Linked DNA regions of Mus musculus: all the other regions are linked to region 1. The links are chromatin contacts, called in public promoter capture Hi-C maps. All regions are on one chromosome and are shown on one strand. The core of a region is the stretch at or near the end of the contact, and the rest is flanking DNA. Distances in the headings are between cores, read along the strand shown.

The links. Promoter capture Hi-C pulls out the DNA fragments that hold promoters and counts their contacts.
Region 2: a contact with region 1 is called in a promoter capture Hi-C map of liver, with 4 times the contacts expected there. The contact joins the promoter of Nrgn here to the promoter of Pus3 in region 1. A contact is called at or near these places in 7 of 39 promoter capture datasets (the 3T3-L1 cell line, cranial neural crest, frontonasal cranial neural crest and 4 more) and 1 of 115 datasets of contacts at active chromatin or transcription factors (astrocytes).
Region 3: a contact with region 1 is called in a promoter capture Hi-C map of liver, with 6 times the contacts expected there. The contact joins the promoter of Robo3 here to the promoter of Pus3 in region 1. A contact is called at or near these places in 4 of 39 promoter capture datasets (hippocampal neurons, liver and pre-B cells).
Region 4: a promoter capture Hi-C map of hippocampal neurons shows a contact between it and region 1, with 8 times the contacts expected there. The contact joins the promoter of Hepacam here to the promoter of Pus3 in region 1. A contact is called at or near these places in 11 of 39 promoter capture datasets (the 3T3-L1 cell line, 3T3-L1-derived adipocytes, cranial neural crest and 6 more), 2 of 115 datasets of contacts at active chromatin or transcription factors (astrocytes and embryonic forebrain) and 1 of 9 other capture datasets (adipose tissue).
Region 5: a contact with region 1 is called in a promoter capture Hi-C map of pre-B cells, with 8 times the contacts expected there. The contact joins the promoter of Ccdc15 here to the promoter of Pus3 in region 1. A contact is called at or near these places in 14 of 39 promoter capture datasets (the 3T3-L1 cell line, 3T3-L1-derived adipocytes, the C10 cell line and 9 more), 2 of 484 Hi-C or Micro-C datasets (B cells and CD8 T cells) and 4 of 115 datasets of contacts at active chromatin or transcription factors (astrocytes, embryonic forebrain, large pre-B cells and 1 more).
Region 6: a promoter capture Hi-C map of pre-B cells shows a contact between it and region 1, with 7 times the contacts expected there. The contact joins the promoter of Slc37a2 here to the promoter of Pus3 in region 1. A contact is called at or near these places in 6 of 39 promoter capture datasets (the 3T3-L1 cell line, the HPC-7 cell line, cranial neural crest and 3 more), 1 of 484 Hi-C or Micro-C datasets (pre-B cells), 2 of 115 datasets of contacts at active chromatin or transcription factors (astrocytes and large pre-B cells) and 1 of 9 other capture datasets (liver).
Region 7: a promoter capture Hi-C map of liver shows a contact between it and region 1, with 6 times the contacts expected there. The contact joins the promoter of Ei24 here to the promoter of Pus3 in region 1. A contact is called at or near these places in 17 of 39 promoter capture datasets (the 3T3-L1 cell line, 3T3-L1-derived adipocytes, the C10 cell line and 12 more), 3 of 484 Hi-C or Micro-C datasets (the G1E-ER4 cell line and cortical neurons), 9 of 115 datasets of contacts at active chromatin or transcription factors (astrocytes, cardiomyocytes, embryonic stem cells and 1 more) and 2 of 9 other capture datasets (adipose tissue and liver).

Annotation. Positions count from the first base shown.
Region 1 is chr9:35,556,280-35,560,485 of GRCm38.p6, reverse strand. It overlaps Pus3 (pseudouridine synthase 3), which reads right to left and starts at 1,926. Exons shown (of 5, transcript NM_023292.5): 1 at 1,753-1,926; 2 at 969-1,183. Ddx25 (DEAD box helicase 25) reads left to right here and starts at 2,016. Exons shown (of 12, transcript NM_013932.4): 1 at 2,016-2,148; 2 at 2,735-2,801; 3 at 3,057-3,104; 4 at 3,585-3,720. The coding sequence starts at 2,086.
Region 2 is chr9:37,550,999-37,555,204 of GRCm38.p6, reverse strand. Nrgn (neurogranin) reads left to right here and starts at 2,460. Exons shown (of 4, transcript NM_022029.2): 1 at 2,460-2,668. The coding sequence starts at 2,654.
Region 3 is chr9:37,431,110-37,435,315 of GRCm38.p6, reverse strand. It overlaps Robo3 (roundabout guidance receptor 3), which reads left to right and starts at 2,141. Exons shown (of 28, transcript NM_001164767.1): 1 at 2,141-2,474. The coding sequence starts at 2,315.
Region 4 is chr9:37,365,227-37,369,432 of GRCm38.p6, reverse strand. Hepacam (hepatocyte cell adhesion molecule) reads right to left here and starts at 1,827. Exons shown (of 7, transcript NM_175189.4): 1 at 1,672-1,827. The coding sequence starts at 1,756.
Region 5 is chr9:37,346,382-37,350,587 of GRCm38.p6, reverse strand. Ccdc15 (coiled-coil domain containing 15) reads left to right here and starts at 2,231. Exons shown (of 16, transcript NM_001081429.2): 1 at 2,231-2,554; 2 at 2,665-2,850. The coding sequence starts at 2,671.
Region 6 is chr9:37,253,248-37,257,453 of GRCm38.p6, reverse strand. It overlaps Slc37a2 (solute carrier family 37 (glycerol-3-phosphate transporter), member 2), which reads left to right and starts at 1,716. Exons shown (of 19, transcript NM_001145960.1): 1 at 1,716-2,155. The coding sequence starts at 2,097. It also overlaps the pseudogene Gm10177.
Region 7 is chr9:36,794,976-36,799,181 of GRCm38.p6, reverse strand. Ei24 (etoposide induced 2.4 mRNA) reads left to right here and starts at 1,848. Exons shown (of 11, transcript NM_001199494.2): 1 at 1,848-1,969.

The sequences.
Region 1 (4,206 bases), core at 677-3,176:
CCATTGCTAGACACATCAAGAAGAAAAATAATCGGGACTCGACTTAGTACACTCACTCCACGAAAGTAAAAACTGCAAACTCAGTGGTGTATCAGAGCCAGAACTATGCCACAAATGCCTGGGAATACATAGTAAGTGGTACAAATATGTTGTAAATCAAACAGCCAGATTTGTCGTACATGTAGAGCACGGGGAATAGTTAAAACTCAAGTCTTAGGTGCAGGATTAAAAGTCTATCAGCTTTTCAAAACATTTGAGTGGGGACTTCAAAGTTCAAATAACAAAAATCAAAAGGTTTTTCAAGTGTTCCAGTTGACTAAGTATCCCTATAAGCATGAATTGGGCTAGGTAAATCCAGTCACCAGGCAGATTATTTTTAAAGTCATGACTCCCAAGACTCTTGGCCCAGTACTGTTTGCTCCAGCACACTAGGTTTATAAGTGAAATTCAGAAGGTTGGCAGATACAGTGTGGGGGTAACCAAATACCCACAAAGGGAATTCCTGGGCGCACCAAGCTTTCACCCTAAAATAGCACGCCCTAAATGTACGAAACTTCTTTAAATGTTTAAATGTATATGGCGAGGGTACACATTTCCTTTGTAATAAAGGGTTTGAGACGCGCTACGACCATTAATCAACTCTGAAAAGAATTGTGTAAAACAAAACCCAAAGTTTCCCGCCACCCCTTCCTTCCATAGCATAATTAATGGGCTTCCACTGTTCATATTTGAGCAATTTTGATGTAGTAGAGGCCCTCTAAACTAGTTACAGACTCTAAGCCCCGCCGATGGGATTTCCTAGCTGCTAGAAGTTCCAGGCACGACACGATATGCGTTGTCCTAAGTCCCATTTCATACACCAAGGCCTTCTTAAACACTTAAATACCAGGGCAGAAGGTAGCAGTTCAGCCTCCATCTGTTCATTCCTCTCTAGAACTCAAAGATGCCCAACTCAGAGTTTAACTCACCTTCCGGTCCTCAGTAGGCGGCCATGCGGCTAGCCGGAAGCTATGGCTTTCCGTCTTCAGTAAGCATGCGCGGCTTCACCAAGCGTGCGCCGACGGTTCTGGGAAATGTAGTTCGGAAGGCACGGTGTGGGCTTTTAGCCGAAGCCCACCGCATGCGCAGGTTTCTGATGCAGCTTCCTCTTTACCGCAAGCCAATACGAGAAATATAGTCTGGTCTAAAATGAGAAAAAAAGATTTTCAAATGCTGGCTATCCTATATGAAAACTAAGAGATTGAAGATCCTGTCCCAACATCGTTTAATTAACAGAAATTTAACCTTGAGAGTCGAAACATTTACTACTAGAATGTAAATGTAAGGGTTAAAGGGAAATGCTTTGACCTGAAAACACTGAAAGATTGCGACAGAACAGGGCCAAGGAATTCTGCTTCAGCACCACGGAGAGATCATGGCTCCAGTTTTGAGTTTCTGCTTTTGACAATTATAGAAATGTTGCCCCAAGTCTTAAAATTCCAGTCAGAAAACTGAAAATCCTGGTTCTTTGGTCCAAACTTAGCATAAGGTTGGACCAAAGAGCTACCCCAGAGCTGTGCAATACATGTCATAGATATAGATAGTGGTGGTCCAGATTGCTTTAAAAGGAGACCCCTCCTTAGAATAAAAATTAAAATATGCGTGTATGTGGGCACATCACAGGTATCCTGGACACATGTCCGCACTTGAGTTCTGTTTTCCTTCTGAACCTCTGGTCAAGCCCATCTCTCCCTCCACTGTGCAACCTCACACCTGGTGATGCCCAAGCGGGGCTGTCGGGAGAGATACCCGCACGAGAGCCTGCAGCGCGGTGTGTGTACCGCCTCCGTGCCCACTTTCTCTCTGCTGTGCGGATGGCCGGCTGGTCAAACGGAAAGCTCGCGGGTGTCCCGCACAGCTGCGCCCCGCACCTCTCTCCCTCCGCCCGCCCCGCGCCGGGCCCGCGCCTGCGCACTGCGCCGCGCCACGGGTGGTCGCGAGGCGGACGCCGGTCCCGGAGCCTGACCATTGGCCACTGAGCCGAGCCGGCGCTGCCCCGCGCGGGGGTGGCAGCACGTGCCAGGGGCGAGAGCGGAGACCGCAGCTATGGCGTCGTTACTTTGGGGAGGCGACGCCGGGGCGGCGGAGAGCGAGCGGCTGAACAGCCACGTAACTGCCGCTGAGCAGGGGAGGGCCCAGGGGCGGGGGCTAGAACAGGGACTCCCGAGGGAAGTCCCCTGGGAAGGGGAGCGCCCGGCCGGCGTTTAGAGCGGGGTGTCAAGTGATGGGGGGTGTCAAGTGATGGGGGGCTGGGCTGGAAAGGCCACAGAAAAGGAGACTCCCAGAAAGGACCGACCTTTGATTTGAAAGGGCAGAGACCCCCTCAGGAAATACAGAGAGAGTGCGCAGCTGCTAGTCCTATCTGTACTGAGTTTTCTCCTATCCTGGTTTTGACCATTTAGCAGGCTTCTCATCTTCATAGCCACCTTCCCCTTGTAGTTGTAAACCACCCATCACCCAGATGCTGCCCATATTCAAACTAAGAGCCCTTATAAAGAGAGACTATGGAAGCCCCCATTCTATTATATGAGAATTCATACAATTACACAGATTCTTATAATGAAATCATTAACCCTTAACATTGCAAAGGAAGCAGTTTGAGGTGGTCTTCCCTCCCCTTGCTGTAGGATAGCGCCATGCTTCTTGCTTGATGTCCTGCTTCCTAACCTTGGTTGAATTTTGTGCCTTTCAATAGTTTTCAAATCTCGTCCATCCCAGGAAGAACCTTCGTGGTATTAGGAGTACCACAGTCCCAAACATAGGTGAGTGTTGTTAGGCTAAAGCAAGACTGGCTTAATTAACACCTTTGCTTTCCCCATGTATCTGCCATGAAATAGCTTTGGCTTCCTTCCTCTCCACTGAAAATCCTCCACCTCCTCAGGCACATCGCTTTACTCTTGCAGGAGATGGCTCTGTTTGCATACACTGTAGCGTCTGTGAGACGTTCTGAGAATGCATTGTATGTTTCCACTCAACATTTTTCTTTATGCTTCTTATTTTCCCTTTTACCCTCATAGACGGCTCTCTTAACACGGAAGATGATGATGATGATGAAGACGATGTAGGTAGGAGACAAGCTCGACTGAATGTACCTATTAGCTCTGCTGCTTGGTTTACCATCGCTTTGACTGTGCTAAAAGGATTAATTTCCTTGGGAAAGCACTATCTTTGTTTTCTTTTTGAATGAATACTATGGGGGGGGAGTACTGAATTAGGAGGGGGGTGCATTCCTTTAGACTACGTTGAAATGAAAACTGCAAGGTGTAGATTAAGAATTTTCGGTTTGGCTAGGAAGATATTGCAATTAGATGTCGGTCTGCACGTGGTCAAGGGTTTGCACAACAGAGCATAAGAAACTGGGTCTTGGTAAAAGGAGGGAATCCTCGGTGCTGTGGCATTCCTTCTCGGACTTCCTTTTGTCAGGAAGATGAGAACAAGCTGCTGTTGGTTGATATGTACTGTTGCTCAGTAGGAGATAACAGTTAATTAGCTGTCATCCGGGAGGTTTGATGTCCTCTTGTGATTTTGCCTTTTTTTTTTTTTAGTGGATTTGGCAGCCAATTCACTCTTAAACAAGCTAATCCGTCAGTCCTTAATAGAATCCAGCCACCGAGTGGAAGTCTTACAGAAGGATCCCAGCTCTCCACTCTACTCGGTGAAAACCTTTGAAGAGCTACGGCTGTGAGTATCTTAGCTCTTAGTGTATGTGGATGCTTATGCAAGTAAACATTAACAGCCTACCATGCTAGTTACCCAAACCCATCAGCATCCCCCCTTCGTTTCCTAGCACGCCGTATTAAAGTAGATCCTATAGTTTTACATTGCAATTAAAACATATCTCAGGGAATACTCGGATACCTAAGTTGGCTAGGTATCCTGAGCACTTTTTGATAGAAAATATTTTAATCTTGCAGAAGTTGGGGATACCCAATCGAGGACAGAATCCAGACACAGGCGTTGATGGCCTGAGCATGATCCCCTTAGCACTTCTTAAAAAGTTATAAGCTTTTGCTTTTCTAACCATACTTTATTTCAAATGGTATTAAAATGAGTAACTTTCTCAAATGAGTTTTCATCCCCTAGGGTTAAAATTGCCATGAAGAAAATATATTCTAACAACAACAACAAAAGGCCACAGATATGTGAGGCCAAACCAGGCTTATGTTG
Region 2 (4,206 bases), core at 1,211-3,710, 2.0 Mb before region 1:
CTCTCTGCCCCTCTGTTTCCCCCTTCCGTCTCCCCTCTGGGTCCTGGAGTAAAAGCACAGGGGAAGTTGGCACAGGCAGAGGCTACAGATGTGTTTGTCATTTAGGCAAGGACCTTAGTTCCTAGGACATCCTGCCATTTGGTGGAGGGGGGGGGGGACTAAAGATGTGCCAGAGACAGATTGGGGAACAGATTTGCTGTTACAGGGGTGGGTGGGTCCCAAACATGCTGGGAGAGACACCCCTACACCCCAACCCTGGAATCCCAGCCAGCCTTCAGCTCAGCTCGGAGCCCCAAGCTGGCTAATCATGTTCCCAACCTGAGTGGACACTGGTATATCCCTCCCACTCATTCTCCCTTTAACAAGGAAAGCCATGACCTAGACACTCAGTGGAATAGAAGCATTCAACAGTCCTAGTGTGGCTGGCCTGTGACAGTGGGATCCATTGCAGCTTGGCTGTTTGAGGTCCCTTGTCCTGTTCAGAGACACCAGGCATTTCTTCCTCTCTACTCTAAGCAGTAATTTTTTTCCCTGTCCCTCCTTGGAGAACTTAGCTGAGGAGGACTTGAGTTTTCTCAAAGGGATCCCAACCACCTGGGTATCATGTGATACAGTCAGCTATACTACCCTGACAGGCTAGGAGGTATCATGTGATACAGTCAGCTATACTACCCTGACAGGCTAGGAGGTATCATGTGACACAGTCAGCTATACTACCCTGACAGGCTAGGAGGTTTAGAGACCACAAAAAGGTCAAGCTACATACCCCAGATGTTCCTTTCCATATCTCTGCTTTCCAGCCTCTCTCTAAACCACATCCTGCCCCAGCATGGGCCCAAAGGGCCAAAACCAGTGATAACCGCAACACTGCTTGGTTTGACAGCATCCTTTTTCTTCCAAAGAGCAAGTGTGAGGGTGGCTAACTTTTGTCTTATTTTGAAGCGGTGAATCAAAAGGTTAGGAAGTCTAGTGTGAGGAGTGGGATGGGTGGGTGTGCTAAGTCTGTACCAGGATATAAATACATTCAAAGTGGGTGCTGGGTGTACGTGATTTTATTTGGTGCAGATGGATGGAAGGATAGATAGATGGATAAGTAGACAGATAGATCACAGGTCATGGAGAGATACAAAATAGATACTTGGTCGGTGATGATGGAAGACACTTAGAACTAGTCAAAATACTGAGAATTAGAGGCTATTGGATGCCAAGTCATAGAGAGGACACATATATACCAATACTTCCAAGGCTCAGGAAACATCATGGAAGAAGGGGTAGGAAGAATTTAAGAACCAGAAGAAGGGGGGTGAGGTATGGAATGATGATTTCCAGTCATGACTTGGCTATTGAGTTAACAACAGCTGGATCACCTGCACAAGATCTCCACAAGAGTGGGCCCATTAACACTCTATCATGGAAAGAGGAGGGGCTTATGAGGTACCACCCCACCCTGAAGATTTATACACAATTAATAGTTGGTGAGGTAGGGAGAGACATTTACTTTAGGGGTGCAGTCACTAGTACAGTGCCTACAATGCTGTAAAGAAGCCCTTGCCCGTGCTCCTATAAACAACACTAACAAAATTCAATGGGTTCCTTCTCGACACCCCCCCATTCCAAAAAAAAAGACATGGCAATAAAAGGGATACTTGTGGAAAGAGTAGGGGTTATCAGGAGTGGGAAGGGGCAAAAGAGGGTAACCAGGTGAACATGGTTTAAAGGGCACAAGTAGGTCACAATGGAATCAATTAATACGTAGAATCAACGTGTGACAATACAGTGTTCTTGCTAAAAATTTTAAAAAGAAAACACTTAGTGCAGACATTGCCAGCAGTGAGAATGCAGGTATTTTTGTCTATGTGCTAACTAACAGGAGGTCTACCGTTTACCTGTGCTTCACAGGGTGTGTGGACACGGCCCTGTGGAGTTGTTTTTGCCTATTGTGTCTGCAGTGTCTGTATGTGGGAAGATACACCACACCACCCCGCCTGGGAGTATGTATGGATGCATGAGGCTTGGAGCGTCTATGTCACTATGTGCCCATCATGTAGGCTGTCTACCATCAGGTTTCTCTGTAACTAGAGTGAGGAGGGCATCTCTGCAGAGAGGGGAAATAGAGGGAGTAATGTTTGGGACTCTAGAACAGGGAGGTGGGTGAGGTTCGTGGTTTTCTATCTATGGGCGGTAGGGCGTGCTGCACCCAGATGTGTATTTGTGCCCTGGATGTTGGAGGCCTTGTGCTTACTCCGACGTACATCTGCCTGGCAGTCTGCGACTTAGAAAGCGGGGGGGGGGGTGAATTTGGGAGATGGGGTGTGTAGGAGGAATGGATGGAAGTGTGTAGGTGGAGAGGTTGGAGCACCAAAGCGAGCGAGGCGGAGAGAGTCGAGAGAAGGAGTGGTCCTCGCTCCAGTTCTCCCCGCCCACCCTGCAGAAAGTGTCTTCTGATTGGCTTCGAGGCCGCAGGGCTCAGGTTACATTCGCAAGAGTTGCGGAGCGCGGGAGACCGGACCCAAGAGGAGAGAGGCTGGTTCTGCAAGGATTCTGCGCTGGTCGGGGAGTGCCCGACAGCCCCTGAGCTGCCACCCAGCATCGTACAAACCCACCCCCGCTCTGCGCCAGGCTCCACCCCAGCCAAGGACCCTCAACACCGGCAATGGACTGCTGCACGGTAAGTCCATACTTGAACTCAGCGTGTTCTGGGGCAAGGGGCACACGAGAACCCCTGGGGGGTGAGTGAGGGATGGAAGTGGGTGCGGAAGACCTAGGAACAATGTGGGAAAGAATGGTGCTGAAATATTGTATTGGATGATGGAAGGCGCCTGCCTGATCTGAGCCAAGCCCTGGGGAAAATGCTCCCCAGCTCGCGGGGGCGTCTGAGCGCCCATGGGCCAGACAATCTAGGTTGTATCTGGATCTGAGCAGAGCTTTCATGCAGGAAAGCTGCTGCTTAGACGAGAGGTGGAACTTCCCCCACGGAGACACAGGAAAGTTGCTGGTGTGCTAGTCCTTTCCCTTGGTATTTTTTGGCCCCCAAACGATTTCCTATCCCACTGCTGCTGTCGCGGACTGTGGCAAGATCTTCACGACCCTCAGATGATCGTCTAAGCCCTTATGTGGCGAAGTCGGGGAGAATCCACCCTGGTCTTGGTGGTGATGGGCAGGAAAGAACCTAGTCAGTGTGGTTCTGGGGTGGAGCTGGTTCAGCCCCCAAAACCTTCTCCTTTGGAAGGTGCTGGGTGAGTGACCGTGAGAGGGCCCTGTGGGCAAGGGGAGGAAGTGTCTATCAGCGCCTACACGGAAACTGGATGCTGCAAGTGCCTAACGCCAAAGCAGATCTTGTTAAGGGCTCTTGTATGAAGGCATCCAGCACTGGTCCTGGCTCCTAGCTGGCTAAAGGAGTTGAGTGACCCATACCTATATAAAACGTGTTTGCTTATTCTTAGCCTCCGATCTAAGGAAAGAGACGACTCCAAATTCCTAGTGTTTTCTTTCTGTCACTCTGGCTAAAGACTCCAGAGGTTACTTAACGACAGCAGGAACCCCACCTTTCTCCCACAATGTGCAAAATAAATAAGTTTGGAAGGGAGGAATAGCCCATATCTTTGAGAGGTGACACTTCCCAATGCCCAGTGTCCAAGACGCAGTGAGAACTTAGGGGCAAGCCATTGCTGACATTTTAACTCTTGTTAAATAAATAACAGCTGCCAGAGTGCCTGATCACCCCAGGTAGGTAGGTCTTTTACAGTTGTACAAATGGGGCTTAGAAATGTGATTTTTTTTCCCCAAGTAGGCACCTTTGACAAGTGTGGAGCCCTGTCCTCTCAAAAGATTGCCCTCCAATCCCTCTTTGAAGCATACTGATTTTCATTACTGTAAATGCTCATAGCAGTAAATGTATAGATCAGAAAAAATATATACATATACATATACATATACATATACATATACATATACATATACATATACATATACATATACAAGCATGCCAATCACATACAGTTCCGCCCTTTGAAGAACACTATCCAGGGCTTCTTCCAAGGAAGCGGTTTGCTATTCTCCAGGGAACAGTTTGTTTGCTTATTTGCTTATTTACTTACTTATTTTTGGTGCTGGGGATTGACTTCTGGACTTTATGCCTGCTAAATATGTACTCTGCTTCTGAGCTACACACTGAGCCCAAGAATCACTTTTTGGCTGGGAAAGGAA
Region 3 (4,206 bases), core at 892-3,391, 1.9 Mb before region 1:
GAGTCCTAGAAAAATGGCTTTCCTCCATTTGTTCAGCATCCAAACCCAGACGACAGGGATTAGGAGGAAGCGGTGCCCACGGGCTGCGCTGCCGCCTCCGCTTAGGGAACCCAGAGCAAATACTCCCTGATCCCCACATAAAGGGCCAATTAACTGTGCGGTCTCCAGAAACAAATCCGCTAACAGGGTGACAAGCCCCTAGACGCCAGGCGGGGGTGTGTTTGCCCAGAGGCCGGCCGGGAGCAAATCAAGGGATTAGCATAGGGCAAAATCTGCATGGTTAGGGGGTTTCCAGCCTTTCCAGCTCCAAAGCAGGGCCATGAAGTTAAGTTTCTGCCTTGCTTGGCCTTCTAATGTGATGGAACCCGCAAGACCGACCAGCAGAAGGCCAAGCAAACGGTCCTTAAGATTCTGAGGATCAGACCAGATGAACTAGTCCTCTTCATCCTTAACTCTGAAGGGATTGGTCTCAAATGGTGATGTCTTCTGATTGGCAAATTCAGCACACACACCCCTTCCTTACCTCTCCGGCTGAAAGTGGTCTAGCACTACAGCAAGCCCCTGGATGAGGGTCTGATGTAAAAAACTTCTATCTCTTTAGTGCCCTAGCCTACCCCATTCTCAAGATCTGCCCAGGTTTTGTCTTCGGTGGATGCACCAGGGACCCAGTTCAGCACCCACAGATGTGTCAGCTCCCAGGGCTCTAAGTCCCGTGGGATTGTTGAGCCCCATCAGCCCTCACCATTTAGTTCATCCCACCTTGAGCTCTCTGGTCCTGGACCGAGGACTCCGAAGCACTAAATGCCCCCAGAATTCCGTGGGCAGGACACTGGATTGTAGAGACAAACTGGTTGGTGGGGCCATGTTCCTCTACTCTTGACCTGCTTTTGGTTTGGAATCTGCCACAGCTTCATCTTCCACCCTGGAATTGAGTAGCATATAGCGCTCTGAGCTGTCTTCCTGTGCAGGTGTCCCCTTACATATCAGAAGCAGCCGCTGCACGATTACATAGCCTAAGAGCAATCCAAACACTTACTTGTCCACAGAACCTACAGGATGGGAAAGCCACGGTCTCTTGCTCCACATTCAACATCATTTCCAGTCTAGAGAAAGTGTGTGCAGGAGAGGGGCAAAAGCAAAGATGGTTGGCTGCAACATCTCCAAGGCTAAAATAACCCCTATTCGAGACAGAACCGGGGCTTTGGTTTTCCTGTTGCACACCCCACCCCACCTCACCCCGACCGGGAGGATAAACAGCTGTTATCTGGTTCCAGCAGTTTCACACAATTTGGCATTCACCCGGTCTGTGACACTTTGCTTCCTTTGTTCTAGACTTTTGGTCTCTTCAAAACTGTCAAACAACTTCCTAAAACACGTCATAGTGGAGCAATGCACTATGCTAATAGGTGCGTGCTGCCTGGATTCTCGGGGTCTCCTCCAATTTTACTCAGTTCTGAGCACCCGGCAGGATTTCCTGACGGGGCGGGGGGGGGGGCGCATCTGGAGCAGGACTCCAGGTCAAGTTGGATCTCTGTATCCCTGTGGGTTCCTAGTGGCAAGCCACAGGATTAGGAGGAATCGGACGCGCACGTGGGGCGAGAGGTGATCCAGCGGTGGAATTCTCTTCTTCCCCTCCACCCCCACTCCCAGGTATCCTAGCACCCTGCGCTCACGTTTCCAGGACCCAGAATTTGAAAGGCACTGGAAGCTGGGACATTGAGAGCTCAACAGTGTCTGCTCTCCCAATGCCTCAGTTTCCCTGACGTCCGAGAAAGGAAATAATTCCTGCTATAATTTTAGAAAGAAGGGCTGAGTCTGACAGAGGCTCAGTCCGCGTCTTGGGGGAGAGAGAGAGAGAGAGAGAGAGAGAGAGAGAGAGAGAGAGAGAGAGAGAGAGAGAGAGAGAGAGAGACTCTCCCGCCAGGTTCAGAGCAACATTTGATGAGAGGAGTGTGGGGCGGGGACTCTAACTTGCGCGCGGCCCTGTTAGTGGCCATCCTGGTGGAGGTGGGGATATGGAGGAAGGCGGATTAAGCCCTTAATTACGGCGTGATCCGAGTGGCACCTGCTTTCCGCCCGCCCAGCTCCCAGGGGATTCTGGCACTGGGGGGGGGGGGGGTGGAGAGAAGAACCAGCGAAGGAGGACAGCCCGCGCAGAGGCACGGCCGGTACCCAGGCACGCCTGCAGGACAGCGGCATCGTGGCTGCCGCAGCGCGCAAAGGCTGTGGAGGGGCTTACGGCTCCCGGCCCGCGGGTCCCAGACCCAAGGGCTGGGCTCCGAGGCCCCTGCCCAAGACCCAGGCGGGCTGCGCTATGCTGCGCTACCTGCTTAAAACACTACTACAGATGAACTTGTTCGCGGACTCCCTGGCCAGGGACATCTCCAACTCCAGCGAGCTACTCTTCGGCTTCAACTCCTCGCTGGCAGCGCTCAACCCTAGTCTGCTTCCTCCTGGAGATCCCTCTCTCAATGGTGAGACTGTTCGATGGGGACCTTAGATTTGGAGATCGGGATGAGAGGGCTGCTTGGAAGGGAAGACGGAAGGTCTCCTTTTCCAGGACCCAGGGGCGCCTGTCAGGGCCCTCCTGGGAAGTGGGGTCCCAAAGGAGCGTCTGAGTTGGTGTATTTGCCTGTGGTGGAGGGCTGCTGAGCCCCTTTCTCCTCATCTCTCCTACTATCCACCTACCACACCCACCCCAGGTGGGAGAAATGTAAAGGGCAAGTTCCAAGCTAAGAAGGAAGGTTAGACCAGGGCACGATGTCGCCAGTCGGCCAAGGCTAAACCGGGCACTAGGTGATCCACCCAAGTAGCAGATGCCACTTCCAGGACCTAAAGTTTTCAAAAACCTCACTCAGAGCAAGGGTGGGAAAGCCCCCAACTTTGTAGGTGTTTTTACGCGGAGGGTCAAAGTCAGCAATCTTCTCAAGGAAACTTAGTATTAAGTTTGTATCCCCAGTGAGACTCACAGCTGACCCAGCCTGGCAGAGCGATGGCGAGGTCGTTACTGCTAATTACAGTGATTAATAAATAACTTGAGACAGCGCTGCCCCCCCTGAGCGCTGCAGGCAGTCTGGAGAGAGGCCTGATCGCGCTCCCTGCTGGCTACGTCAGGAACTCTCCCTCTGGAAGCCTCTGCCCAACTTAGGCTAGGGCCCCGGACTCTGGACATGGTCCACCTTTGCAGTCTCTAAAAGATGAAAGGATTCTCTCTCTCTCTCTCTCTCTCTCTCTCTCTCTCTCTCTCTCTCTCTCTCTCTCGTTCTCTCTCTCTCTCCCCCCCCCCCCCGTACTCAGGTGCAAGGGAGGAGCCCCAGAGCCCTATTTGCATGGCCATTAGCTATTCATTAGGCTGCTGTCGAAGCATCTCTGGAGACCAGGAATGACAGGGAAGAAATTCCAGGGAAAGAGAGCCCTCGGCTGTGTCTGCAGGAATTAGAGGGAAAGCGTGGATCAGAAGGGTGTTGTGTGGAAGGAGTTTGAAGAGGGCTGAGATTCTCCAGTCTTGCCACCTTTGAGGAGTCCCAAGAGACCAAGCAGTTATTTTCTCGGATTTTTTACTCACCTAGAGCTTTATACCAGACATCTATCTTTTCATTTAAGCTTGAAAAGTCAGGGAGGGACGATGGTTGTTGGTCACTACACACTGCCACTAGGGAAAACAAAACAAAAAAACAGCTATGGAGGATAAAGAATAGGGCAGTGACCACAAAAGCATAGAGCAAGATCTTGGCAGCAGGGAACTTAAAGTGTATTTTTATCACATATGAGAGGTTTTTGAAGTGGAGATGGGATGGGTTTAGAAATACTAGAGCCTAAAGTCTCATTCAGGTAGAGACTGTAGGAACCACATTAAAGTGCTGGAGAAGAAAGGATATTAAGTAATGGTAAACTTGTCATAGCTACTGTTGTGCCTTGCATCTTTTTGGGGGTTTTGAACTCCCACATTGCAGATAAGGAAGTGAAATTTAGAGACCTGAACCTTTTTGTTTTTTGAGACCTAGCCTAACTATGTAACTTAGACGCCTCCACACCCAGAGCAGTGGGCTTACAGGCATGGGCCACCAACGGGCTGCAGTTAAATAAGATGTCCAGCTTACTAACTCTGGGAAGTGTCAAATCTGAGATTCTAGCTCAGAGCATTTCGAAGCCAAAACCTGGGCTCTAACCATTCCAGGGGCCTCTCTCAGTGGAGTGTTTCCAAAA
Region 4 (4,206 bases), core at 578-3,077, 1.8 Mb before region 1:
AACTCACTGTATAGTCAAAGACGGCCTTCGGCCCCTGATCCTCATACCTCTCTCAAGTGCTGAGATTACAAGCATACACCACCATGCCTGCCTCATAACTAACATCTTATTGGCATAGTTTATAATTAAAAAATAGCTTTGATGTGGGCTAACCTACATCTCCTCAAACTCACATGCTGAAGTCCTCCTAATCTCCACCCCAAGCCCTGCACCTCACAATCCGATTTCTTTTGGCAGTGGGGTCTTTTCAGAGACAAGGAATTAAGATGAGGTCATACTGTAGTAGGGTGGATCCACTTCCGCACAAGTCCTTGTAAGACTGGGACATTCGAACACTGACACGCAAACAGGAAAACGCCACCTGAAGGCTGGAATTTTGCTGCCACAAGCCAAAGAAGCCTGGGACAGATCTGTCCTTAGTGCTCTCAGAGGGAGTGTGGCATGTCGGTACTTTGATCTCTAAGGTCTGCTTTTCAGAACTGCAAGACACCAACTTTCTGCTACCTAAGCCGCCTAGTCTGTGTTATTTTGTTTCATGGGCTCAGAGGAATGAAATCGGCCTCCATCCTCATCTATTTTGCCTTGTTTCTCCTTCAGTGCCTCACTGAAGACCAAGAGATCTAAAAAGTAAAACTCACCCTGCCAGTTCCCAAATCAAAGATCATGCAGCGTCCCCATCGACCATTTATAGACTCAGTCTCATTTTCTGAGAAAGGTTTACAAGGCTTCTACTGAACTCAGTTCACACTTTTCCCTAAGCAATGCTGAACTTCTGGGCTCCGCCTAAACACACGATACTATTTCAAGCTCTTGACCTTTGTCCCAACAATAATCTCGCTCACGCTCCTACCTATTTTCCCCGTCTTCTGAGATTCAGTGCATACTTTCTATAAGGAAACATTCCCTGGGTCTCAACGCCCACCAGCATCCTGCCCCACCAGCCCCAGCATCCTGCCCCACCAGCCCCAGCTTCCTGGATGGAGGCAGGTGACTTTTTTTTTTTTTTCTGATTCCTGCTTTTTGTTAAAATGATCTATGTATCCGCTTGCCACATTAAGATGTGCATTTCTAGGTTCCCTGTAATTGTGTGTATGAACATATAAATATCTACAGTACTTAAAATAAGACCAGTTCTCTATAGTGTTACTAGGGGGCGCTACAAGAGGTAGGTGTCTATGGCTTGGAGTAAATTATGACTAGGACTGACTGCTATCCTAAACCAGGAGGCTCATTATCTACAAAGTTTCTTTCATCTTTCACGATGTTTGACACTCAGAGAAGCCACAGTAGAGGTTTGGGAGGTGCAAAACCAAGATTTCCCCTCCCCCTTCTCCCACCAAGAGCTCACATAAGCCCTTAAAAAGAATGCTGGTCTGGCCCACGCCAGCAAGTCATCCCATAAGAAGTGGCATGATGCCTTTCCAGCTAATGTACTGAATGCCGTGGGCGCTCCAAAGTCATGCAGCCTTTCGGGGAGGGGGCCGGGGGCCAGGCGGGAAGCACAGGGAATGAACAGATATATTCAACATTGACTCCTGAATTCACTGAGATGCTTCCCACGGCCACTGAGCGCTCTCCCCTCCTCCAGCCCCGAAGGTATCAGGCTCTGCTCTCCCCTTCCCTCTGTCAAATGCCCCCCAGTTCTTTTCTCTAGACCCTCTGATCTCTTACCTGGCTGGATGAGAAGCAGGTAGACAAAAGGAGAGAGGCGCAGAGCCCTGGAGGCTCTTGACAGGGCTCCCCTTTCTCTCTTCATTTTGGGTGGCGTTCTCCAGCTCTGGTGCAGACAATTAGCATGATTTCTCCACTCCGGGCACGTCCCTTTGTACCACTCGGAGTTTCTCTGCCCGAGCACAACCCTGCCAACTTCCCTCTGAATACACAGAGCTCTGTGTGTTGCTGGCCTTGTTCTCTCCTCTCGCTTTGCTCAGACCTAGCATTTTCTACTTTCCAAGCCCTTCGCCCCTTAGTTTGGACAGGAGTATCTGTTTAGATGTTAATAGCAGGTTCCATCCTATGGGGCTCAGGTGGTCCAGTGGTTCTTGGCTTGTCTTTCAATAAAGTCCCACTCCCAAGGCAGAGGCAGATCTGGGCTCATAAATGTGTTCCAATTTAGAAGGCTCCACCTCACATTCCTCCTTCTGTTTCAGGACGGACTTCTAATAAGAGAGAAAAGGTGGCCGGGTGGGTATGGGAGGGGGTGTTTTTTGGATATCTCGAGAAATGAGAGACGTCAAAGAATTACTGAAGAAGTGGTGTTTTAGCCCACAAGAAGAAAATTGGAAAAGGGTTTGATTTCGGTTACTTTCATGCCTGTTCTAGTTGGGATTGTCTCTTATCACAGGTTCAGATAGATGCTGGGAGTGTCTTTCCAGAGTCCACTGTCATCCCCTTCCCTGCAGTCAGTGCTCTAGGACATGTCAGAGTAAAGATGAGGTTAATGCTCCACACTCCGGCACCCTTGGGTTCTCCCATCAGTGTGATAGCCTAGCCTGCCTCCTGGCCATGCCTTCTCATAAAACGCTCGGTAACTCTGCAGTAATGGAATGGACTCAGTATCTTTGAGCCCTTGAGTTTTACCTCTGTAAAATGGCTAAAACAATGGCCTCCCCGGAGGAATTGTTGGGAGGATTGGTGAAGGTTGCTACAGAACACCCAGCAAATTCTTAGTTAGGAGAAATCATTTAAGTGAGTGTGCCGGGCTCACCCGTAGTCCCAGCACTAAGGAGGCAGAGGCAGGAAGACTGGGAGTTCAAGGCCAATCTGAGGTTCACAGTGATACCCCTGTTTCAAAAAACCGAAACAGGGGCACGCCTGTGATCTCAGCACTTGCAGGGTTGAGCCCTTGGAAAACTGCTCTGAGTTTGAGACAAGTTTGGGCTACATCATGAGTTCCAGGCTGAGCTGGGCTGCAACATGAGACCCCCATCTCAGCAGAATGAAACAGAAACCCCAAATGAATCAACAAAACACCAAAAAAGGGCATTTTATTTCTATTTTATTTTTCTTAGTTACACATGAATATACTTAATCTTAAAGTAAAAATTAGTCTATGTTGATAGACTTAAAATTTGAAAGCCACCCATCAGGCTTCCCCCCTAGTTTTAGTTCCCCCCCTTTAATTTTATGCTAAAACATTTAAATTAAGACAGAATTCATATATCAGGAAATTCACCCTTTTAGAATGTACAGTTCAGTGGCTTTAGTATTTTCACAAGGTTCTGAGACTACCACAAATGTCTAATTTTAGTTAGCTTTCCCTATGTAACACTTCTATTCTTAGTTGTCACTAACTGTATTTCCTCTCCCCAGCCCCATCTACTTTCTGTCTATTTTGCCTGTTGTAGGTATGCTATCTCCGTGACACCATACCACGTGGATTTTGCCTATATGGGTATGCTATCTATATTGATGGCACCACACCTGTTTATGGAACTTTTTATGGAGCTCCCAAACTGTTTTCCAAAGAACCTAACTCATTTACATTCTCGCTAGCAGTTCCCAGGTGGCACTGTAGGACACTTCCCATTGTTGTTTGTCTGTGTTCTTGAGACAGATTGCTTTCCAGCTAGCTATGTAGTGAGGATGGCCTTGGACTCCTGATCTTCCTGCTACCACGTCACTCGTATTGGAATTTCAAGTATGCACCACTCTGCCTTATTTTATCAGCCCTCTCCCTTTTAAAAAAGCAACTTAAAAATATTTTTTAATCCTTTGACTACTTTCTACATGTATATAGTATATTTTGTTCATTTCCCCCTCCCATTACCTTCTCTTATCCCCCCCCCCCCCAAAATCATCTGAGAAGGCATTCTTCCCAAGAAATCTTCCTCCTTCCTCCTAATTTCATATCTTTGGGTGTGTGTGTGTGTGTGTGTGTGTGTGTGTGTGTGTGTGTGTGTGTGTGTGTATGACCAAGCAAGGGAACAAAGTTTATTGAAGACAAAAGAAACGGCTGAAGCGGTGTGAGTGGAGGAAGGGAAGACTGGAAAAATAAGCTATTCTTCAAATATTTTTGCTTTATTTTGTTCTGTTTTGTTTGTTTGTTTGTGGTTTTTTTTTTTTTTCCCACTAAGTTTAATCAGGGGTGTTTACATGAGTGTGGGCAGAGGCTTTCTTTCTGGAACTTGGCTAACCTCCCAGTGGTTCCACCACAGAACCAAAAGGACTCTGTCTCCCCCCAGCAACCATTAACTATCCAAAGGT
Region 5 (4,206 bases), core at 982-3,481, 1.8 Mb before region 1:
TGCCTAGACTACCCTAACAAGTTGGCTTTGGCCACATGTGCTTGATTAGCCAATTAAAAGTCACATGAATGAAAAGCAGAAATGATTTACTCACTATGGTCACAATGGGAAGAGGGACAAAGAGGTCCAACTTCCAGGGGTCCAAACATGAGGATAAAGTTTAAACAGAAGGCATAATTAAAGAATCCTGGCTAAGGTATGGTTACTGACCCATAATTGTTTCAGCTCCTATCTCCTGCAAGGTGGTCTGATAAGTTATTGGCATTCTGGGACATCTATTTCTGATTTCCAGGAAATAAGTTTCCTATATGGCTAGCACCAGACTTCAGCCTTTTCTTTCTCAAATCATGAGATTTTTTTTTGGGGGGGAGGGAGGTCATAGTGGGGCAATTGTTGTAGCCTCTTAACTAGCCTTTCCCCACTTATTTTTATTTGTCTAATTCTCAAGACAGCATATGGAATTTTTTTTAAAGAAAAAAATTGGTACTCATTAGCTCAGAGTTCTCTGATGGTGCTCCATCTCAACACATTATAGTACTCAACATGCTCTATGTTGAGTACTTGGCATGCTCATCTCCATTCTACCCCTTTCATCCTCTTCTAGTCAGCCTCCTTCACTTCTCCCAGTCAGTCAGTGCTCCCACATTAATGCTCATTCTCTACCCAGAAGACAGTGTGTGTGTGTGTGTTGTATGTGGGGGGTATATAGGTGCCTAGGGAGGCAAAAAGAGGACACTGGATCCACGGAGCTGGAGTTATAGGAGAGTGTGAGCACGTGAGTGCTGGCATATGAACTTTAGTCCTCTGGAAGAGCAGGAAGCAGTCTTAATTAACCATCTCTCCAGCTCCTACCTGGAATCATCCTATACCTGGGTATGATGTTTTGTGACTGTTATTCCAGCCCTTGGGAAGCTGAGGCAGGAGGAACCTGAACTACCTAGGAGATCCCATTAAAAGCTGTGAAACAATCAACTATATACCTAAAACCCTCCCTTGAAGAGTATAAAGGCTTGTTCTATGATCATATATAGTTTCTGTTTAAAAGTAGACTAGTTAAAAAAAGTTGGCAGGGTATATAGTTCTTGACCAGCATGTATGAAGCCCTGGGCTTAACTTCCAGTACTGAGTAAAATGAAATACAAACAAAACTCAAAGATCAACTTCAATTGCCCTAGTGATGTCTTCTCTGGAAATGTCCTATCAATGTCAGTGTAAATTCTCCAATGGATTTTAAATTCTCCAAACAAGGGATCTTTGTTCACTGGGAGTATCTGGAGTAACCAGAAAACATACTGATATATAAAATGCTTGCAATAAGGTATGTTGAAGTAAAGCAGGGTGACACGTGCCTGTAACGGCAGCCATTGGGAAGGCTAAGGCAGGAGGATTGCAAGTTCGAGGCCTGGGCTACACAGTGAGTTCAAGTCCAGCATGGGCAACTTAGTGAGACCCTAACTTAAAAGCAAAATTATTAAGGCAGCTAGGGTTTCCACTGCTGCACTTGCCTAGAATGCCAGAGGCCCTTGGTTCAACCCCCAGCACGAATATACACCTTGAGTAAAATGAGTGTATGTCTTTTGGGTTTAATGAAATATCCCAAGCATTGTTTGGAGTGAGTTGTGATGGTCACACACAAGAACATGTCAAAGGTAATCACGAAATAGCGTTGTAAACCTTAGGGGCTGCATAAAAGCGCAGTCTGGTTGATTGTTGGCTTGGTTTGCTTCTCAAGGATCCACTGGCAACATGTTCTTGCCCAGTGGTTCTCAACCTTCCTAATACTGCGACTCTTTAATACAGTTCCTTATGTTGTGGTGACCTACAACCATAAAATTTGGGTGCGACTTCATAACTGTAATTTTGCTCCTGCTATGAACTGTAATGTAAAATATCTCATTGCAGGATATCTGATATGCGACCCCCAGAGGTAGCGACCCTTAGGTTGAGAACTGCTCTGTCTATTCCCGAGATTTCCTCAGCGGTGAACGCTTACTCGCCTGTTCATCATGTCAGACCTCTCACTTCGAGATTTGAGAAGACTACAGCGCCAGTATCCAAAGAGAGGCCGAGTCTAAGCTCGCTGCCGGATTCAACAACCCGCTCTAGTCCTCCCCAACCAAAGGGCAGGAAGCGGAAGTGACGTAATCCCCGCGCTCGGATTCCCGCCTCCCCAGCCCAAGACGGGTGACAAATGCGGAAGAGGCAGGGCAGGCGTGGGCCCCGGGGTGGCAGTTTGCTGTTTGTCCTTTGCGTAGCAGCCCGCGGAGTTTGAGTCTGTGTGTGAGACGGACCGGATCGCGGCAGGCTCCAGGCTTCACAGGTCTCCTATCCAACTGTTGGAGCCTCACAGGACCCCGCTTTCCTGGCCGGGCTTCAGACGCCCCCCACCTCCTGTGCCCAGGCTTCTTAAGACCCCCGGCTCCTGCCCGGGCCTTAGACTCCCCTCCAGCCCCATGCCGTGGGCCGGCGCTTTTCCACCCGCGGTCATCTCAGACTCAAGCCCTGCCCTTAGCGCCCGCCTATGCTCACCTCTGGGCAGGCTTTCATCTCCCAAGTAAATCCTTGTTTTTTCGTCCTCTCATCTCCGTTCCTTCTAGAAAGTAATTTTTACGCCTTTCCCCCTTGTCTTAAGCCTTGTCCCTCTTTCTCTTTTCTTCTAACCAGAAGTCAATGCCAGGAGGTATGGCGCCCCTCAAGAAGCCTCGGAATCCCACAAAATTGCCCCTGGCTTTAAATCCCACGAAGAGCAAGGACGTTTTGGCAGTGCTGGCTGAGAGGAACCAGGCCATAATACCAGTTGGGGCTTGGGTGGAACCTGCCTCACCAAATTGGTCGGGAATTCCAGCACATGTGAGTGTCAGTTGACCCGGTTACTGTGATCGCTGCCAGCCCTTTTTATTAGCCTTCTCTAAATTTTTGGTACTTAAAGAAAGATGAACTGCTGGAGGATGCTGTTTCCATTCTGATACAGGTTATATTCTTGCGTCAAAATTATACAACAATGATGTGTTTTCCAAAACTTGCTTCATCTTTGGTTGACACAATCAAATATTAACTTAGTTCTTACTACATACCAGCAAGTAGGCTAGTTTACTTCACAAACATGGTTGTTTGCTGTGAATGGCATAGGTACTGTGTACAATTTCCCGACACTGTAACATAAGAAGAATGACAGTTGGTCACTCTTCAAATGTTAAGTAGTTGCTCAGAGTTTATAAGTTTTTAAATGCAGATCCAGGCAAAATGAAAATAAGAAAATAAAAGAAAGAGGTTAATCCTGATAGACTCTGAGGAAGTTGTAAATTCCACGGGGCCAAGGAACTTCTTGTTTATTTTTGTTTTTGGGGTAAACTAGGTCCTTAGGATGTAGTTGTTGAACGAATGAGGAACTATGGTCATTGTCTGTGAAGGAATAGAAATGCTGTACACTCAGGGTAGAAGCATTTCAGATGAAGAAATGCCCTTTCAAAAGTTTACACATGTAAATATTTGATTTAATTTAATTTAATTTTTGATTTAATTTAATTTAATTTAATTTAATGTAAATATTTGATTTATTTACACATGTAAATATTTGATATTTGATTGTAAATATTTGATGTAAATATTTGTTAGTATTTGCTAACAAATGAGAGTGGTTTTGCTAGTTTTTTTTGGCTTTATTTAGTATTTTTTCTTTCTTTTTTTAATTAATTAATTAATTAATTTATTTTTATTACATATTTTCCTCAATTACATTTCCAATGCTATCCCAAAAGTCCCCCATACCCTCCCCCCCTCTTTTTTTTTTTTTTTAAAGACTTATTATTTGTAAGTACACTGTGGCTGTCTTCAGACACCCCAGAAGAGGGCATCAGATCTCATTACAGATGGTTGTGAGCCACTATGTGGTTGCTGGGACTTGAACTCAGGACCTTCAGGAAGAGCAGTCAGTGCTCTTAATCACTAAGCCATCTCTCCAGCCCACAGTTGTTTAGTATTTCAACAAACTGTTCCTTAGCTTTTTGTTCAAATTTTATTGTGCATAGGGAGTAAGTCACGTTCCACACCCCTTGTTTTTAAAATTAAATAATATTGCCTAATGTACATAGTATTTGTGGAATGTAGGAAATATACAATGTTCTTAGAATATACAAGGTACTTAACATGGGTGATTTTAGAGGAGAAACAAGACATTTAAATATTAATTAAGGGTCTTGGAGGTAG
Region 6 (4,206 bases), core at 467-2,966, 1.7 Mb before region 1:
TCTGCTCCTTAGTACTTGTTGGCACATAATGGGGCATACATACTCTTACAGCCTCAGAGCACTTAGAGTAAGAGCTTATGAGCACCGTACAGTTCCAGCACTCAGCAGATGCAACTATGGAAGATACCAGCACACCTCTAGAAAAGCATGTGAAACAAACAGTGTGACTATCTTTCAAGTGGAGAGACAGCTGTCTTCCACTGCTGAAGTCTAGCTAGCACCACAGAAGCGCTGGCAATAGTCTCTCCATTCTTCCACTGATGTCTACTTACTGAATAACCTCGCATGGCTGCAGCTTCCTTGGTTCATTTGTATGGCAACCAGATCCTTCTCTTAGTCCTCTAGAAATCAGTAGCTGCCATTCTGAGGATGCCAGCTCACTCTGTGTGTCTTCTGTTTAATCAGGAGTGTTTGCCACCTGGGTTTGAAGTGCCCAGGGCAGATGAGAGCTTAAAGTCATGTTACCTATTTTGATACCCATGTATGCCCCACTTCACTAAATGGTAAAAAAGGGATGTGGAGTTTATTTATTTAGTGTGTGTATGTATGTCTATTTTATTTGGTACATTTGCCTGTGTATGCACATATGATGGCCAGAATAGGACCCTGAGTGTCTTCTGTCATTCTCCATTATTGTCTTACAACAGGGTTTCTTACTGAATAACAGACACTCGGTTTGGGGGGCTGGCTGGCTGGCCAGTGAGGCTTTCAAGCTCTACTTGTCTTCCTCTCCTAGTGCTGAGGTCAGTGGCCTGGGCAGCCATGCCTGCTTTTTTATGTGCATGCTGGAGATTCAAACTCCGGTTCTCATGCTTGCACAGGAAGTGCTCTTACTGAGCCATCTCCCTAGACCCTGTACTTAGGGATTTCACTGAATTGTACTACATGATACTCTTGGTTTCCAGCATTTTACACGACATGGCATTTGTGCCTCCTGCCTATTGCCTTCTCCTTCCTCTAATCCTTTACCCCTGCCCTTGACTTGTTGCCTTTATTTCTGGCACTAGACCCATACTCCCAACTGCTGGTATTATCCAAGGGTTTTATAACTCTGCTTACCCTTTTTCTGCTTGATACCAGGGCTGACAAGCCAAGCCCATTATCCTGAGTCCACTGTTTGGTGGAGTTGTTACTGCACCTCCTTGACCTTGCTCTGAATACTGGACACTCCTAAGAGTTAGGAGTGGGTGGGGTAAGGGCTAAACCCATTCCTATTTTATGTACTATTAAAAAGTTTACTTTTGAGGCGAATACTTTCCCTTTCCACCCTCAGTATTTTGCCCTTGGTTTCGTACACAAGAATCTCGTCGCAGCTTCTTTTTATAGGTGGAAATTTACTCTGAATCTTTAAGCTAGAGGCAGTCATTTTTATGAGCACGGAAGACCCTTGTAGCTCTTCACTGCCACCTGGCTGCGTGCCTGGAAAGTGGAGATTGGAGTATTGGCAACATAGTTAGTTACTGGCTAGTGGAGCTTTAGGAAAGCTCCAGCAGACTCAGTGAACTCAGATTCGTCTGAGCAAGCAGAACCAGAACCTGAGAGGTGGGTTTGGGGATCATTTTCCTCCCTGAGACACTTCCAGGGCTCCCAAAGAGAGCCCGCAGATCATGAGTCAGCGCGGTGGTCCCACTGCGTTCACTTACACAGAGCACCGGATTTGCTTTGTGTCAGGGCACAGAACTGCTCAAGACAGGTAGCACTGCAGGAAACCCAACGTCACACAGAGTTGATGACTTGTAGGACTGCTGTTTTCAGTTCCCCATCCCCTCGTGGGTAGTGAAATGGAAAAGCCCAGACAAGAAAGAGGAGCCCCAGGAAACTCAAGACTGCTGGTTTCTGACTAGGAGAGAAAGTTCGAGAAAACAGATGGCAGTACATAGAAAACAGTGGCTAGTGAGCACAGAGGGATAGCTAGGACTTGCACTCGGCGCGACCTAGAGGGCAGGCCGGTCATGTTCAAGGGGCGGAGGCTCTGGCCATGGGCCTGCCTGGGGCGGGCCAGTCGGCGGGGCATTTAAATCGCTGCCGCCGCTGGCCGGGACGCGCGCCGGCTCTGCACCCTCCATAGTCTCAGCTTCGAGTGCCGGCGCCTCAAGATGCGGTCCTCCCTGGCTCCTGGTGTCTGGTTCCTTCGCGCCTTCTCTAGGGACAGCTGGTGAGCAGGGCTGGGGAGGGAGGCTGCCAAGACGCGCAGAGACTTGCTCGGGCGGCGGATGTTTCTGCTTGTCCCTGGAGTGGGGGATGGGGTTCTAGTTCTATCTGGCAGGGCTCCTTCGGTGGCGCAGGCGTGGAAGTTTAGTAACACAGAACTATTAATTCCACATTAGCCCAGACTTCTGTCTAACCCCGGTGAAGAACAAACAGGGTGCCTAGGAGTCTTCATCCTTTTTGGTTTGCCACCCCGTATCTGCAAACACAAGCGCACAAGCGGGTACCTGTGGAGTGCCTCCAAGTCTTATCTGTGTATTTGGAGGATCCGGATTTGCCTTTGAGGAACCCAGGCCAAGAACTGGTAGAATATAAATGGAGCCAGAGAGCTTAAGGCCCCTATTGATTAGATTAGTTAACAAGCCAGAAATCACTGGTTCTATTAAGCCTGTCTGACCCTTCCAGTCTCAGGGATACCTAGCTAGGGCAAGATCTCTGGGATCAGAGCTGCAGCTGCTCCAACACTGGGTGGTCACCCTTAAAAGCATGAGCTGGCATTGACAGCAGCTGCTCCCAGGACCACAAGGTCACCCTTGTGCTGGGAGAAGAGGTTTTAGCCAATCTCCATTGAGCTTTTGGAGCAGTGTACTTGGTCTGCAAGAGGTGGGGAAGGAAGAGTGTTAAAACATTTTGTTAGTTACCGTCATTTATAAACTATAAAACTTAACAAAATAGCCAGTTGCTGGCTTCTAAAAAAAACAAAACAAAAACAAAACAGATGACACAGCAATCTCAAATCTAAATTCTCAAACTAAACTAAGGGTCAGATTGGGCAGATACTTAGTCATCAATTTGGCCTGGTTTTAAAATAAGTCATTTTGTTTCAAGGTCTCTCAGGCTAATAATCATCTAAAACATTCTTTAGATGGTTTATGTGGTCCTTTCTACATTTGGAACTATTAAACAGTTTTATGTTTTCAGAAAGAGAGAAAATGTCTCTCAAAAGGAGATGAACACGAGAGTGAGAGCGTGTACTGCCCTCATAATGAAGGAGCTAGAAGATGTCATAATTGGGTAGAAAGAGAATTCAAGGGGAGGGGAGAGTTGCCGTAAGGTGGATGTGGATGGTAGCGATGGGCGCACAGTACACTTGCTGTCCCTGACTTTAGCTGCCCTGACTTTACATTTAAAGGTGGTTGAGATGATAAGGTTTTGTGCTATGTATATTTTACCACAATTTTAAAAAGCATAATATAAATAAGCTCATTTATACATTAAGACTCTTGAAGCTGTCTCACTAGTGGACATATTTTATATGACTTATCAATTAGCTGCAACTTCAGAGACTAAAATTGCTCAATGTCAAGAAAAACTAAAATCAGGATAAATGACAGACTAGAGTCAGATAATCTGGAAAGTTTTCTCTCTGTAAAACATCCTTTTCTTTGTAGACTCCATTTCAGGTTTGTTTTTTTTTAATCTCTAAGAAAAAATTTTGATCACACAATAAAGTGGGTCTCCTTAGATCTAATCTCATGGTTTACTTATGTACAGCAAAAACATTAATTAACCAAATAGGTCATGATCAGTGCTCTTGGGAGTTTTCATAAGGAATCTTTTTAAGAAAAATTTAAGGTGTGTGTCCGTCCCCGTCCTTTGGCAGTGGTGGTGCATGTGTGTCTCTGTGAGGCCAGAAGTCAACCTCAGATGTCTGCCTTCAGCAGCCATCCATCTTAGTTTTTGAGACAGAGTTTCTTACTGGGACCCGGAACTTACCAGCGAGTTCCACGGAGCTTTAAGTAGCTCCAGCCTGTCTCTGCCTTCCCAGGCCTGGGGGCACAGATGCAGCCGCCACCTTGTCAGGCCTTAAGGTGGGCGCTGAGGATGATGCTCAGCTTGTGCAGCAAGTGCTCTGCCGACTGAGCTTGCCCCATTCTTTCTTTTTTTTTTTTTTTTTTTTTTTTTCTGTTATGGAAAAAGTGTTTATTTTGAAATTATTTTAATTGAGAAGTAGAAAACCTCATAGGAAGGAGGAAGAAACAAAACACCACACAGCAT
Region 7 (4,206 bases), core at 599-3,098, 1.2 Mb before region 1:
TTGGGCTGGGAACTGGTGGCACACTCTTTTAGTCCCAGCATCAGGAGGCAGAGGCAGGTGGACCTCTAAGTTCAAGGCCAGCCTGGTCCTCACAGCTAGTTCTATTTTCAAGACAGGGTGTTAGTCCTGGGTGTCCTCGAACTTAATTTTTTTTTTCCTTTTTGGTTTTTTGAGACAGGGTTTCTCTGTGTAGCCCTGGCTGTCCTGGAACTTACTCTGTAGACCAGGGTGGCCTCGAACTCAGAAATTTGCCTGCCTCTGCCTCCCAAGTGCTGGGATTAAAGGCGTGCGCCATGCCAGGTTTCGAATTTAATGTTAATCCTCAGCCTTCCCTGTACTGGAGCTAAAGGAGTGAGTACATCCCACCACACCCAGCCGCGAGGACTCCTAACCAAGATCTTTTGAGGTGGAAAGACTCTTTTTTAATATGAGCCACACCTCCTGTTGGCAGCCTATATAAAGAACATGGATGAAGGGAACTCACGCTTTCCTGCTTGCTCTTGCTCTCACTGGCAAGTCCATTCCTCCACTGGCAGTAGAGCCTACTACTTTGGGATTCCAGCGTGTACTGAAGACCAGCTTCGACACCCAGCCTTGTGAAGTGCACAACTGCTGAACTCTTGGACCTTCCATTCACAGGTAACCATTGTTGGTTTAGTTGGACCACAGCCTGTAAGTCATTCTAATAAACCCCATATATATTCATTAAGTTCTGTTCCTCTGGACTAAACTAACTGGGTGGTGGTGCATGCCTTTAATCCCAACACTTGGGAGGCAGAGGCAGAGGCAGGCCACCCTGATTTACAGAGTGAGTTCCAGGACAGCCGGAGCTATAGAGTGAAGCCCTGTCTCCAGCCTCCCTCCATCCCCCTCCAAAAAATAAAAGAAAACCCATCTCCAATCTTCTTCATTCCCTTCTCAGGGTTTATATGTCAGTCACTACTAACTCACTAGCTAACTTGTATGCTTTTCTTATACTTGACTCTTTCTGGGTTTTGTTTCTTAAATTCAAAGGAGAAACCTGAAAAGGGTAAAAGTGGCTTTTCCTACAGTTTCATGACAAGAAATTATGGAGCCAGGCTAGAAATGAGCCAGTTGAAAACAGCAATCTCTACTTGTTTTTTATCACAGCCATTCCATCATTACAATCCGCACTAAATGCTACCTAAGTGGTTGATGCCTTATATTCTGAATCACTCAAACTTCTGATCTCTTGCCTCCAAATTCCAAGTGCTGAGATTGTACTATCATGCCCTGTGTAATATAATTCTTGGACTTGAAGCCAGGGCTTTTTGCATGTGCATGATAACTGATTACTCTATTGAGTTTTTGTTTTTTGCTTTTGTTTTTTTCTGAATCAAGATGTTGTTACACAGCTCTGCCAAGGCTGGTACTTACTAGGTAGCCAAGGCTGGACTCGAATTTGGACCATTTCTTCTCTTCAGCTTTCCAAGGGCTGGGATTTCAGGTGTGCATCACCATACCTGGTTTATTAGTCTTTATAGAAAGCCTCCAAATTATCAAGGTGTCTCCTATTTTATTGTTTTCATCATTTGTTCTTAAAGGATATCAGAAAGACCAGCACTGATGTGTAGATAGATTAAGGAGGTTAACGATCGCTCAACAGTGAGAAGGGGTTTGACTAGGAGGCAACAAAGGTCTAGAATCCTGGACCTGGATACCCAGAATGAGTCTGGACTCTGAGGTCCAGCCAACTACAATTCCCAGGCTCCCAGACCACGCCCCCCGGTATGGCCCCGCCCTACCTCGCTAGCCCCGCCCCTGCCCAGCGACCGGCAGGCTGCCCGCCCGACTTCCCAGCTGCCCCGTGCGGCCCGGGCATGCCCAGTGTGGGCGCAGCCCCGGCTCTCCGAGCGCCCGGGCGGAGCGGGCAGCCGGGCGCGGAGCAGGCGAACCGAGCCTCGGTGGGCGAGCGCCCTGGCTGGAGCCGCGGCGGTAGGGTGGCGGGGTAGGTGCAGGCCGCGGCGGGCAGTGGGCTCGAGCCGCTTGCAAATCGCAGCCTGGGCGGCAGGGCCCATCGAGGGCTGGCAGGCCGGAGCTAGTTCCTAAGGTTCTGGAAGGGGCTGCGGCAAGGACCCCGGCCCCCGAAGGGCCCGGGACGCGAAAGGCGGCAGGGGCAGGCCTGGCGGCGGCGCGCGGGACTCAGGCTTTCCCCAGGTGCGGCGGGGCTATCTTTAGCTCCGGTGACCCTCAGTGAGCGAGGTCCGCACCTTGTGCGCGGCAGTGGCTGGGGAGGAAGACGGGTTCTCACCCCAATTGCCCCGACGCTGCGGGAGAGAAGGGGCCGAGTACCCCAGGTTGCCCAGGAGGCAGCCTGTGGCCGGGTGATGCGTGAGGGTGTTTACCTTTTCCCTACCTGGAGTGGGAAACACTGGCTTCCTCCCTTCCGGGACTTGAATCTGGTGGCTTCGGAATGAAAGTGCAGGAGTATGTCTCAGTAGGTGCTTAATCGGTTCTAAAGACTGTCAAATTTATTGGCCAGCAGTGTTTCAAGGTTTAAGGAAGGTGATGCTTGGGTTAAACAAAAATCCTCGTTGCAAAGCTTAAGCCAAAAAGTCCAGTCTCGGTTAGAACACTGAAGTTCCAAAGTTGGTTGTAATTAGCTTTCACTCACTGTTGACAAACCGTTTATATGTAAAATATTGTGAACCAGATGATGCATCTTGGTTTTCTCTGTTGTTAGAGCCCTTTGTGTCAGTCAGTGTGTGGTCTCAAATCGTGGAAGGTTATTTTTCTGCTTGTCTCAGCAATTTGTTAAACAGGGCAATTCATACCAAATGTTCTCTCCCATAGAAAAGTTGTTAGGCCCACGGTATAATAATGGCCTTTCCTTTAAAGGCTCTATTTGGTCACTGGTACTTTGTTAGTTGGTACATGAAGAAGCCGGGTATTAATCTGCCAAGGAGTCAAATAACACAGTGGTTCTGGGATATGACAGATTTTGAAGCTCCCTGTCTGGGCTCTTGGAGAAAACTAGAGTAATGGATTTTCTCACCTCAAGTCGGGTGTGTTCTTTAACAGGATTACATTTATCCAGAATTTTTTCAGCTTTGTTTATTCTGTCGTACTCTATCCCGTGAAGAATTTTAATATGCTACCCTTTATTTGTAGATGAGCAAGTTGTTGCTTAAGATGGTGGTACATTTGTGATATACCTTAGTGTCTTGGACATTTACTAGTTTCCTGGTCATGGACTGCTTTTTACCACAACTCCTAGAGCACTGGCTTTCTCTGTACACATGATTGAAGCTCTTGAGGTTTTCTTTTTCTGCTTTTTTAGGAGGGGGGAGTGGGAGTAGTAACAGATGTTTCCTAACCTTAGGAACTTCTCTAGGTGAGCACATTTGGGTAGGATTTGACGTAAGGAGCAGATGCAGGCAGCCTTCTGACTGTACTCCCTGTTTGTCCAGTTCTGAATGGCATCAGTCCAGTTGGGTCAGTGTGGTGCTGAAGTGGCCAGAGGTCAAGGAAAGTATCCTTTATGTTTTGAAGTTTGAGTTGTATACAAGCTGACTATTATATTTTATTATCTCTTAAATTGAAGATTCTAAGCTTGATTTGGTGGGGCATGATAACTTTGGAATCCTAAAATCTCATATTTTTGCAAGCAGACTTTCCATTCACCTGAGAGTTCACTTTAAAGAAATTAAATAATTGAGAGTCTTTGGGGGGGGGGCAGGGTTTCTCTGGCCCTGGCTGTCCTAGAACTCACTCTATAGACCAGGCTGGCCTTGAACTCAGAAATCCTCCTGCCTCTGCCTCCCAAGTGCTGGGATTAAAGGTGTGCGCCACCACTACCCAGCTGAGAGACTAGTATTTTAAGATTATTTATATATAGGGGCTGAAGAGATGGCTCAATGTTTAAGAGCACTAACTACTTTTCAGAGGACCTAGGTTCAATTCGAAGCATCCACAAGGCAGCTCACATTTGTAATATATGACTGATGCACAGATATATGCAGGCAAAACACTTATCTTCATAAAATTAAGTTGGTTTTTTTTTTGTGTGTTGTTGTTTTTTAAAAAGCTGGGTAGACCTCTTAGTTCAAGGCCAGCCTGGTCTACAGAGTGAGTTCCAAGACAGCCAGAGCTACACAGAGAAACCCCATCTTGAAAAACAAGATTTTCTAGTATGAACCCTCTTATCATTTTGGTACTAGAGACTGTGTATGCGAGGCAGGTTCT